Regions from separate parts of the Hordeum vulgare genome. Here region 1 is linked to region 2. Evidence: chromatin contacts called from public Hi-C data. All regions are on one chromosome and are shown on one strand. The core of a region is the stretch at or near the end of the contact, and the rest is flanking DNA. Distances in the headings are between cores, read along the strand shown. Region 1 has its middle 50 kb from the start of LOC123411103. Region 2 holds the start of LOC123407636.

Region 1 (3,745 bases), core at 965-3,464, 600 kb after region 2:
CTCGTCCTCGAGTAGGTAAATGATAAAGGAAATATTTTATGAAGTGTGAATGTGATCCTCGTGATCTGCGTTGGGTTTTCCATGAGGAGGAACGGATTATCCCAGCACAAAGTGGATAAGTATTTCCTTCAGTTATCAAACAAGGTTTATCGAACCAATAGGAAAATCAAGCACAACCGTGTTCAGTGGATGCACACAAAATTACAAACAACTTGCGCCCAATGTGGGAAAGAGGGTTGGCAATCATCTTGTCTTGTTATTAGCAAGCAAGTGAGGTGAGTAGATAATTGTAGATAGCAAGATAAAATAAAAACAAGTAAATGGCAGTAAGGTAATGAAGGTTTAATCAATATGTTGTGAATAGACTCGGGGGCCATAACTATCCCTAATGGCATCTCTCATGAAAAATAGCATAAAGTGGGTAAACAAATTAGTGTTGGGCAATTGACACAAAAGCACATAGTTATGTGATATTCACGACAATGATCATGTGCATATAGGCATCGCGTCCATAAATAAATAGGCTGACTCCTGACTGCACCTATTACTATTATTCCACTCATCAACCGCTATCCAACATGCATCTAGAGTATTAAGTGAAACAAAGTAATGCACGGAGAACAATGACATGATGAAGACATAGTAAACTCAAGCAATATGAATTAATCCCATCGTTTTATCCTTAGTAGCAGCAACACAAAGATGCATCTTGTCCCCTTCTGTGACTAGGATATAGAAATTCACAAGGTTGAACCTACCACAACACACCTCTCTCACCGAAGAAATATCGATCTAATTGGCCAAACTATTTCAATAGATCAGAGAGAATTACGAAGCTATCATAATCATGCACATAAAAATCATATAACTATTTAAAAGTTACTCAATATTTATCATGAATAATCTGAACATCAACCGACAATTCATCGGATCCCAACAAACGCACCACACAAAAGGAATTCATCATATGGATCAAAGTGAAGATGCGATGGTCATTGTACTAAAGACCAAAGAGAGATGTTGTCATCTAGGTACTCACTATGGTCCCGTATGTTTGTGGAGAACTACTCACACATCATCGTGAGGGCAGCAAGGTTAATGAAGTGGCCCTCCGTGATTGATCCCTCCTCCGGTAGGGTGACGAAACGGACCTCCAGATGGCCTTCCGTCGGAACACAAACTTGCAGCGACGTAAAAATTGTTTCGGAACTCCCTCTCGTGTTTTTAGAGTAGATGAGAATTTATTTGGGCCAACCCAACTAGTTGTTTCTGGTTAACCTTCCCAAGCCGTTTTTATCCTTTAATTTTTTCTTTTATAATTTTTCATTCTCCCTTTCTTTTTATTTTGCTTTTTTATTTTCCTTTTGCATTCTTTTGTAATTTTCTTTTCTTTGTTACTTATAAGTTCAAAAAACCATTTTTTGAAATATGGGAATATTTGTTTTAAACTGGTGAAGATATTTTGAAATTCAAAAAACATAGTTCACAAATAGATGAACATCTTTTAAGATTCAAATTTTGTTCATCGAATTCAAAATTTTGTTCATTGAAATGAAAATATGTCCATCAAATTCGAAACAATTTCCAAAAATGTTCAAAAATTTCAAAATATTTATGGAATTCATAAATGTTTTCTAATTCAAAAAGAATAGCTAATTAAAAATTATACTTAAATTTATATCTTATTAACTAAGTATAAAAATATTCATCCAAACTATTTTTTTGTTAGTGAAAATGTTAAATAAAACAGAACTTGCGAAAATTGTTTTCAATTTCTATACAAGTTTTGAAACTCTGATAGATTTTTTGTTTGTAAAACATTTTGGTGAATTCATGATTTTTTTTGAAATACATGAACATTCTATACAGTATATGTTATCATTTTTTATATTTCATGAACATTTTGGAATTCATGCATTATTTGATAAAATTCATGAACATTTTTCACATCCATGAATATATTTTTCAACACATGGTATTTTTATTACTTTAGGAATAGTTTTCCTAAATTTACATTTTTTAAATTTAGAACTATTTTCAAATCGAAAATTATTATAATAAAAAATTAACATAAAAGAAAAAGAAATTGCAAGAAGGGGACGTCCCGCTAGCTCATGGGCCCGACCAATTGGGCCCGCAGATGTTAGTACGACGCAGTGGCTCGTTCCTATATGATGGGTGCTGGGTGCTCCTAGTTGGCGCTTCAGGCGCTAAGGCAATTGGCGCTTACAGCCGCAGACTCCTGGGCCGGCCCATATGACGATCCCTCGACTCGCCCCCACCTGATGGCTCGCTCGCTCGCTGGCTCGAGGGCTGTTCTGTAGGGTGGTGCGTGGTTGACCAGTTGACTAATCAAACGTAGATTATAAAAACAAATAGAAAAATTAAAACAAAAAATCATATAAGTTCGTCCAATTTTCATAAAATCAATCGAATTCAAAAAAAGTTCATGAAATTAAAAAACAAGGTTAATCCATTTGAAAAAAGTTCATCAAATAGGGAAAATCATGAAATTTACTTTTGACCATTAATTTCGAACAAGCACTAAATATATACTGTTATTACATACCCATTATATATAATTAAATGAAGAAAACATTTATTGAAAAACCGTTCGCACAAACCATGAATTTAAAGATATCAATTATTCTCCAAAACGTTTATACAAATTAAAAACAATTTGGCAAGATGGAAAAAGTTCATTGAATTTGTAACCAGTCCCTAAAATTTGACAAAAAGTTCATCGAAATTTTTGAAAAAATTAATCAACTTTTAGAAAAGTTAATTGAATCTAAAAAAAGCTCATCAATCCTGGAAAACGTAGAATTTTTTAAAAAACTGTATAGAAATGTTTAGAACAAGTTCACTGAATTCGAAAGCAGTTCCACAAATTTGAAAAATAAGTTCATCAAAATTTTGTAAAACGGTCATCCAATTTTGAAAAATTTCATGTATTCTGGAAAAAGTTTAAGATTTTGAATAAATGTTTAGAAAAAGTTTACTGAATTTGAAAACATATCAGCAAATTCGAAAAAACTGTGCATCAATTTTTTAAAATAATCAAAGAATATGTAAAAAAGTTCGTAGATTCTGGAAAAAGTTCAAGATGTTGAAAAAAGTTTATATATCTTTAGAAAACGATCACTGCATTTGATTTTTTTCAAAACTTTTGGATAATGTTCATCAAACTTGAAAAAATATCACAGAATTTGAAAAAAAAACATCAACTCTTAGAAATAGCTAACTAAAATTTAAAAAGTTCATTGATTTTGAAAATAAAAGTTCATCAATTTTTTATAAAACGTCATGGATTTGGAAAATGTTCACGAATATAGGAAAATAAAAATATGAAAATCAGTGAAGGAAGAAATCAGGAAAGGAAGAAAAGAAAAAATAGAACTCGAAAATGGAAAAGTTAAAATGAAGAATAAGAAAGAAAAGTAGGTACGAATAGAAGGGAGGAAAAGTTGAATCTCGTGGCCGGCCCAGAGTTCGCTGTTCTTTTTAGCGGATTAACTTTGTAATGGGACGGCCGAGGACCGGGTGCAGCGCTAAATAGGAAACATTCTATATGATGTACTCGACCATAGAGCAGGCACTGCAACCAGCTAAGCTAGTGATAATTCTTGATTAATTTGCAGCATCAATATTTAAGAACTAACCTAAAAAGCATATATGAGTTATTTTTGGAATTTTCGATGCATTTTTTGAAAATAACTAAATGTATTGTGAAACAAGAACAGTT
Region 2 (3,584 bases), core at 1,060-3,559:
GCTGAGGACTTAGTAGGCTTATTACTTCAAGCGAGTGAACAAGGAAAGGAAAATGTTTCTTGGCTCCATGGAGCCATAACTCAAACTCAATCACCCTTGGATGCTTCATTAGGGTTTGTGTCACTGGCCATTTCAAAATTGTTGGTTGCAGATGGAGTACTAACCACAACACTCTTCCTACAAACTTCCTCTAATATCTGTCTACAACATCAACACACGATAGTCAAGGTAAGGCATGATTGAGAACCTTATTACACAACTAAAAACTAAAAAAGTAACAGACATCCCTATGTGGACCAATCTGCATCAAACAGCACAACAGGGTGGAGCCATGGCTGCATGGAGCTGAAACTCCTCACTTGGAAAGGAAATAGGTAAAGCTAATTCTCTTCGGTTAACATGTTAGCTTTTACTAATTTAATTTAATACAGGGTTTGCATGTCTTGTCCATTCTAGATGCTGTGCAACCGCCCAAAGATAGTACTAAAGCTGGCTAAATGGCATTATATGCCAGGGGCAGATTGTATTATTGGGGTTAAATATTTATAGGCACTTGAGAATCAATTCTCTGCATACGTGCATGACCTACAGACGTTCACAAAACCTATTCTGATCAACATATATTCTCCCAAATCACACCTTTCCGCAATAATTCAAGAGGTTCCATGTTCACTTCTGGTCAGCTATCCGTACTGTTTTATCTGCATGAAAAGCATCAGTCGGGACTACCCTGAGTATGTATGTTCCTTTGCCTCTGTTGCCGTCAGAAACAAACGCGAGTAGAAGAAACATGAATAACCCTGTAGCTGAGAGAGCAAGTAAGATATGCAGAGGAATATATGAATATAAATGAAAAAAGATGATAAGAATATGATTTCCAGTTTTTTAAAGAAGTGTGTTTTTTTACCAAGGCACACTGTATTTACAAATTTCCTAAAACTGGACAGATCTAGTTTACTAACTTAGAGGTTTTTTACAATCTAATACTCCCTCCGTCCCAAAATAAGTGTGGAGGGAGTATACAATAAACATACTTTGATGCGATTTAACATATTTATTTATGCAGCAACTGTTCCTCTGTGTGGCATATTATGGAAATCGATCTGTTGTAGATCACTGGATCAAGCTTCCCACTAGCCAGATTGACCACCATTGAAAAATATCAAAACATTAATCAAGTGTAGACACATCAATAAGGTTTTCCCTTTTCAACAAAGAGAATGGTCAGTTACCATCTACCATACAGCTTTGGTTTTGTGACCTGGATGTTTTAGTGTCTATAAACGGCAGGGCTTCTCGCGCTGCTGGTTTGCAGAGGAATTGATTCCACATGGAAGTGCAAAGGTAAAGACGTTATCGGTTGCAAATACTGTTTCCACTAGACCATGTTCATTGTCGATCCATCCATGGGATGTCGACCGGCAAAGCAAATCAAAGACCAACTGGTGAAAATCAAATCTTATAAATCGATCCTATGAATGGGTACTGATCTGGTGAAGGTGAAGTTCAGTCCATTCCGCAACAGAATGGTACTCTGCTTTCTCAAAAAAGCAAAGGATTCTGAGCTTACAATGCCAATTCAATTATGATTTTTCAAAGATTGTTCCCCGTGTCCCCAAAGAATATTATTCCTTCCTTTGTTCCCTCAGAGGAAGCTCAGCGCTACGGCATATATAGATTTTCATCCCATGCAGCGGAAACTCCGCGTAGCCAGCGGTGCTTTGACGGCTACGGATACTATCCGGTGATAAAAGAAAAATCCGGTACTGCACGAGACAATATACCTGCGACTATTGGGGGTTTGCTTGGGGGGAAATGGTCTTACTTGAAATGACAAGGACATTTTATCAAGCTCCAGGTTCTAGACATGCAGAGCACTATTGGTGCCACTTTATTCCCTTTTCTCAATCTGATGAATTCGTCGATTTATTCCACCCAAAAAATCCCCTCGTCCCTTATCACTTGCTCTGAAAAAAAAAGTCTAAAAAGGATAATGGCATCTCACATTTTTATACTGAGGATGGCTGTGGTAAAAGAGGCTTTGGTTGGGCGGGCGGTACCTAGAGCAGAGCAGATCTGCCTGAAGCTTTTCTTTTTTGGAGCGCTAGAGGGAGGCTTGGGCTCAGGAAGGCTCGGCTCCTCGCTTCGCCTTCTTCTTCTTTAGGTCCGGTCGCCGTCCATTTGGCCGACGGAGCCGGCATCCGAGCGGCTCCAGCGCCGACCCCCACCCGCGTGCTCCGTTGCGACCGCATCGACGCTGCTTATCCTCGGTCGTCCTCGCCGCCTCCGCGCTCTGCGGCCGACGGCCGGAGCCACCGCGTCACTGAGCTGCCGCCGGCCGCCAGCCGTCGTTGTTGTACAGCACTGGTATGGCTTAGGTTTTTTTTTTCAGAAGAACTGAGATAGCGTAGTTGCACTTTTTTTGGGTCACTGGCAAACCTGGCCAAACGGGCCGGCCAGGCACGGCACGGCCTGGGTTAAACGGGCTAGGCACGGCACGGCCCAGTTAGCGTTCGTGCCGTGCCAGGCCGGGCCGGCACGCGTGCTGGCTGTGCTGGCCTTCGAGGCCCAAGCACGTTCGCTAACTAAACGAGCTGGCCCGTAGGCACGTTAGGCACGAGCTGGCCGGAGCAGCACGCCAGCACGAGGTGCGCGTGGACGTGAGCAGGGCTTCCCATCAAGCCACTATCACATCGATTTCGTTAGAAATCGAGGATCTTTTAACAATATCATCTAAAGGATGGTTAGTCCAAGACACGGAATAATAGAGTTTTCTTTTAAAGAAACACTATTATAATGGGGTTGTACACGCGGCAGAAAAATTATACCAATCCGTTGTTGAGATATGGTATGCGACAAGTGAATATTTGAAACAAAAAATGAGTACAAATTTTCGGATAACGGATCCTTCTAATCCTCCTTTGATCGCTTTGATAACCGGTCATTTTTTGCTAAAGAGAAATGATCAATATGAGTCAGACTCAACATAATTTTATCCATTTCAAATAGCGGAAATTAGGATTCTTGATCCCTCTCAATCTCTCTTTCAATTCGAGGATCCAAAGAGGTGTTTTCATAGTCATGCAAACTGATTCGAGTGAAGATTAAAAAAAAAAGGCATACGAAACTCAAAATATTTTCCGGAGATATTCATTTTCCTGAAGAGGCAGATAAGATATTAGGTGGGTGTTTGATACCGCCAGACAAACAAAAAAAGATTCTAAGGAATCAAAAAAAGGAAAAATCGGTATGTTCAACGGAAAAAAATCTCAAGATCAAGAGAAAGTACTTTGTTTTCGTTCGCCCTACAGTGACATCATTTTGCGCCAAATAATCGGGGCTCCGCACACCACCCCGAGAAGACTTGGGCTGGCCCAGTTTCCTCGAGAAGGGTTTTTGAACCTTCTAGGACGTTCATTCAATCGGTTCTTTGGTTTTATTTCGTTTTTTTTTCTGTTTCTTTCTATTCCTTTTTAAGGTTATTTTATTTTATAAAACGAATATCATATTAAAAAATTGTCCTTCAATTCCAGAAAATGTTCTTGCTTTTATAAGAATATTCTGAATTTCAAATCAATGTGTCT

The links. A called contact is a pair of places that touch in the nucleus more often than the background predicts.
Region 1: a contact with region 2 is called in a Hi-C map of leaf, with 6 times the contacts expected there. The contact joins the enhancer-like site here to the promoter of LOC123407636 in region 2. A contact is called at or near these places in 2 of 6 Hi-C or Micro-C datasets (leaf and seedling).

What each region holds. Positions count from the first base shown.
Region 1 is chr7H:30,079,672-30,083,416 of MorexV3_pseudomolecules_assembly, forward strand. No RefSeq gene overlaps it. Among protein-coding and RNA genes, the nearest start is that of LOC123411103, 50 kb to the right of the region's middle. Within about 2 kb of position 2,215, at least 3 of the 3 cell types and tissues checked have open chromatin away from gene starts, as enhancers often do. A contact at or near this core is called in leaf and seedling, where this site is marked.
Region 2 is chr7H:29,481,296-29,484,879 of MorexV3_pseudomolecules_assembly, forward strand. LOC123407636 reads right to left here and starts at 2,310. Exons shown (of 7, transcript XM_045100817.1): 1 at 2,061-2,310; 2 at 640-1,981.